Linked DNA regions of Danio rerio: region 1 is linked to region 2. A link is a contact called in public HiCAR-type data. All regions are on one chromosome and are shown on one strand. Each heading gives the region's core, a stretch centred on a gene start, on an enhancer-like site or on the middle of the called end of the contact. The rest is flanking DNA. Distances are from core to core; before and after follow the strand shown.

Region 1 (2,700 bases), core at 152-2,651, 67 kb after region 2:
AAAAGTAAAAAGGTTAATCCACTGAAAAGTACTGTGTGTGTGTGTGTGTGTGTGTGTGTGTGTGTGTGTGTGTGTGTGTGTGTGTTTTAATAATCTTCAAACGCAATTTAGCCATAATTAAGCCACTTTCATCATTACTATTAATCAACAACACAAGAATAAATTAAGCCCCTAAGACTGAAATTAATGCATTAAGAATAACCCTTTTTTAAATACTGCAAACGGTACATTATAAAGCTATGATGTATTTCTAAATCGGTATTTAAGTGTTGCATATTTTTTACAGTGTAAACCAAATCAAACTGAAAGCGTGACCACAGATAAGAACTGAACCGACTCTGTGAATTGTCCCACTGCTATCATTTACACACTAATTAATATGTAATTACACAGTGTAAGCGAGGACTGAGAAGGGTCAGAGCGGCATCATTTACACTGGCTTTCAGGCTGCATGGCTAAAGCAGGCATTTACATACAGCTCATCCCAAAACGACAATTCAGTGCTCATGTACTCATCCTCCAGCGAGTTTTTGATCATTTTGCTCTGCTAAACACAAAAGAAGACTTTTTAAAGAATATTGGAAACTGGTACCCATTAAGTTCAATAGTATTTCCCCCTCTATAGATGCCAATGGCTACCGGTGTCCACATTTTTCAAAGCATCTTCTTTTGTGTTCAACAGGAGAAAGAAACTGATTGAAACAGCATGAGGGAGCGTAAATGAGGAGGCTACATGTTCATTTTGACAGGAACTGTCCCTTTAACTAACTGAAGGTTTTTTTTTTTTTTTGCATGTTTTAATCATTTTAATAAGTGTTATAATCATGCAGGTCTCGGTTATTCATCATTTGTTTCTGTAAGTCAGTTGTCTTTCAGCTCATACCAGTGTCTCGTCTGCAACTCAGCATTTGGCTCAGCTATTTGGGCGTGGCTGACAAACTTACTTTTAGACTTCTATCAAGGCTTCAACAGAAACATAAATCATCATCATCATCATCATCAGACCACGGCAGATTATTCAGTAAGATGTGTGAACACAACACAAGCGGACACTTCATCAGCTGCGCACTATAACAGGTTTGATCCTGCCTGTTTTTCTGCAAACACACATGGACGCCATCTTGGCTCATGGCATCCTGCAGAACACACATTATTAACTGAAAGCTCTGCAGATTCCTGCACTGACTACACTAATCTGTATTCTGCACGGACTGTGAGCTCTACAGTGCGGTATGATCAGTTTATCTGCCGTTAATTCGAGGAAAGACGCGTTTTTGAGCACAAAGCTCGTGCTACGCAGTCTGATGTGCGGGTGCCCGCGTGAGCTGTAGAGCTCTACTGCAGCCGGCAGCCAATCAGAGACGCGATTCAGATCACGCGCTCAGCGGTCACGCGCACCGCCAGTCTCTGCGCGGTCACGGCAGCAGAACGCAAACAATGCACGCCAAGTTGATGCGAAAATATAAAGCTTTGGAGGAATTTCCCGCATCAGCGGCTCTTCGGAGAGGAGGACGGGTTTAACGCAAGGTTAGTGCTCAAACGCGTCGTTTTTTCGCCTGTTTTTCGCGCGCTATCGCGGGCGCGTGCGGGATTTGGAGACGGGCACACGCACATAATGCGTGAATGAATGCAGATCTGCGCCTGATCCCTCTGGGGGAATGACTGCATGTGTGCTGTTATGCATGCGGGAATCCAGTCTCCTGTGGAAGAAGAGCATCTGCAGAGCTCAGCAGCACATCCAGCTGCATGTAGAGACACACCTCTGCCTTTATTTATTTAGGGGAAGCTCACATTTAAACAAGCAAGTGTTTATTAGTGTTAAGAAATAAAACATGCTACTAAAGCTCAGCTGTTTATCTCTGTAAACATGTTAGTTGCAGATTAAAAGCTTGAATTCTGTCATTTCTGTTAATAACTATAATAGTTGTATTTAAACTATATTAATATTGTCAATGGTTTTAAAAACTAGTCCATGTGCAATGTTTTCTTTCATGAATTTACATTGTTGTTGTCAGATTTTATAGCTACATGTTTTTTTTAATCAAAATATCAGTTTCACATATTGTGTGTAATATTATGACATCGTAATAATGGGTGTTATTAGTGGAAAGTCCTAAATATCTCAGATTTGTTCAGTTAATATTGTTCAGTGTGATGTTAAAATTATTTAAACCAAATATAAAGAAAATCAGACATAATTTTTTAGCAAAAACATTTTTTTGTGCCAGAGAGTTTAACAAGTTTTACATCTCGCAGACACACAAACATGTATATTGAGTCCATCGTAAATGCAATATAATGATTAGCTCTTCAGATATTAAACTCGATGTCGTGGTAAATTAACTCTTGGTTCTCTCCAGACAAAAATGTCAAAGTGAAGTTGAAGCCACGTGTCCTGCGGGTCAGCCTCATCAGATTATCCGCTCCTCGAGTGCACCATCAGGGTTTTTTATCTGTTTGGACCAGACATTTCGACACTGGGGGCTCTGCACAACAAAATCCTGCATATCTAAAGTAGTGTGCAGACTCAGGCCCTGTTCACACTAGTGCGTTTTAGTTTTAAAACGATGTTTTAGATCAAAAACGATCCGCGTCAATAGCGTTTCAGAACATATCTCCGTCCACACTACGCCACCAAAAACGTATATCACGTGACCATTGGCGCACTCTGGGCATGCACGTTCTAGTATAAACAGGACA
Region 2 (2,700 bases), core at 51-2,550:
ACTCCACCTATATCTGCTGTGTGGTGAAGCGCTGGCGCTGCTGTCCTGTGGCTGCCGGAGCATCATCAGGTGGAGCTGCACACTGCTGGTGGAGTGGAGAGACCCCTCATGATGGTGAAGCGCTGTGGGTGTATGACCATACAGGATACATGCGCTATATACACACACACACACGTTACAATACATACACACACACACACACTCAGATATATCAGACACAATCACACACACACATGCATGAATTCAGACATGCACACTCAGACACATCACACACACACACTCACACACACACACACACACACACACACATACACACACACACACACACACACACACACTCACATACACACACACACACACACACACACACACACACACACACACAGATGGGCCCCTGATGCTCCAGATGTGCTCATCTCTTGACAGCTCCAGGTGTTCCCAATATTCATGAATTCCCACAATCCCCTGCAGCCGGATCAGCTGTGTGTGTGTGTGTGTGTGTGTGTGTGTGTGTGTGTGTGTGTGTGTGTATCAGCAGCAACTGAGGCTGTGCTTCTGACACTGCTGCAGCCAATCCTCACATTTCACACATCTGAAACACACACACACACACACACACACACACACACATTCATATATAAACATATTTAAACATGTACACAACACACACATGCACCTTCTATAACTCACTATCTCTCTCTCTCACACACACACACACACACTTTGTGAGAGTGTAGACAGTAGTTGAGTGTGTGTCCTCTGGGTGTCGCTGTGGGTTCATCAACACACACTGATGATGCAGAGCTGATGAATGACTGACCACTGGAGCCCTCAGCAGAGAAGACACACACACACACACACACACACACACACACACACACACACACACACACACACACACACACACACACACACACACACACACACACACACACACACACACACACACCATTCTCTGTGTTCTATTTCAGACTGTACCAGAGTAATGCAGCACTGAGGCTGATTGTGTGTGTGTGTGTGTGTGTGTGTGTGTGTGTGTGTGTGTGTGTGTGTGTGTGTGTGTGTGTGTGTGTGTGTGTGTCTGTTTGGGCTTTACAGAAGACTAGACTGACGCTCCTGTAGTGTTTCCCGCCGTGACTCATAACTCATCGACTGCACTCTCTCTCTCTCTCTCTCTCTCTCTCTCTCTCTCTCTCTCTGTCTCTCTCTCTCCTTCTCTCTCTCTGTCTCTCTCTCTCTCTCTCTCTCTCTCTCTGTCTCTCTCTGTCTCTCTCAAAATAGCAGAGCACAGTTCCCAGGCGCTTAGAGAGGTCGGACGGCCGGCTCACACACACACACGCACACGCACGCACTCTCCAGGAGACGCTGGGTTTCGGATTCCCTCTTCGATCGCGCTCGTCCGTGCGTCATGCGGGACTCACCGGCACCGGGGACCGCGCGGAGACACGCGCCCGATGGCGACCCGTGAGCGCGCCAGAACTAAGCATGCTGAACGGAACGGTGACCGGGACCGAGCCGCGGGAGATGCTGGCGCGCGCGCTCACCGGGTGCCTGCTGTGCGCGCTCATCCTCTGGACTCTGTTCGGGAACATTCTGGTGTGCGCGGCCGTGCTGCGCTTCCGGCACCTGCGCACTAAAGTCACCAACATCTTCATCGTGTCGCTGGCCGTGTCGGACCTGTTCGTGGCCGTGCTGGTGATGCCGTGGAAAGCGGTGTCGGAGGTGGCCGGTTTCTGGCCGTTCGGCGCCTTCTGCGACATCTGGGTGGCGTTCGACATCATGTGCTCCACCGCCTCCATCCTGAACCTGTGCGTGATCAGCGTGGACCGCTACTGGGCCATCAGCAGCCCGTTCCGCTACGAGCGCAAGATGACGCCGCGCGTGGCCTTCGTGATGATCGGCGCGGCGTGGACGCTGTCGGTGCTCATCTCCTTCATCCCGGTGCAGCTGGACTGGCACAAGGCGGCGGCGCGCAGCGGCGGCGGTGGGAACGCGGGAGACTGCGACTCCAGCCTGAACCGGGAGTACGCCATCTCCTCGTCGCTCATCAGCTTCTACATCCCCGTGGCCATCATGATCGTCACCTACACGCGCATCTACCGCATCGCGCAGATCCAGATCAGGAGGATCGCCTCGCTGGAGCGCGCCGCCGAGCACGCGCAGAGCTGCCGGTCGAACCGCCTGGCGTGCCAGCACCACAGCAGCCTGAAGAGCTCCATCAGCCGCGAGACCAAAGTGCTGAAGACCCTGTCGGTGATCATGGGCGTGTTCGTGTGCTGCTGGCTGCCGTTCTTCGTGCTCAACTGCGTGGTTCCGTTCTGCCACGACAAGCCGTCCGCGGGTCTGCCCTGCGTCAGCGACACCACCTTCGACGTGTTCGTGTGGTTCGGCTGGACCAACTCTTCGCTCAACCCCGTCATCTACGCCTTCAACGCGGAGTTCCGCAAGGGCTTCTCCAGCCTGCTGGGCTGCCGGGGCCGCTGCCGGACGCCGGTGGAGACGGTCAACATCAGCAACGAGCTCGTGTCCTACAACCAGGACACGCTGCTCCACAAGGAGATCGTGAGCGCGTACGTCAACATCATCCCGAACGTGGTGGACGACACGTTCGACCGGATCTCGCAGCTGTCGCGCGAAGACGAGGACGCGTGCACGGACTCGGTGTGTGAGCTGGAGTGTGACGCGGAGCCCCGCGCGCCC

The links. HiCAR-type assays count read pairs that join an accessible place to other places.
Region 1: a contact with region 2 is called in a HiCAR-type map of caudal fin, with 4 times the contacts expected there. The contact joins the promoter of znf518b here to the promoter of drd5a in region 2. A contact is called at or near these places in 1 of 18 Hi-C or Micro-C datasets (caudal fin) and 2 of 4 datasets of contacts at active chromatin or transcription factors (caudal fin and embryo).

The regions. Positions count from the first base shown.
Region 1 is chr14:214,527-217,226 of GRCz12tu, forward strand. znf518b (zinc finger protein 518B) reads left to right here and starts at 1,402. Exons shown (of 2, transcript XM_005173052.6): 1 at 1,402-1,527.
Region 2 is chr14:147,222-149,921 of GRCz12tu, forward strand. It overlaps drd5a (dopamine receptor D5a), which reads left to right and starts at 1,301. Exons shown (of 1, transcript XM_003199767.7): 1 at 1,301-2,700. The coding sequence starts at 1,486.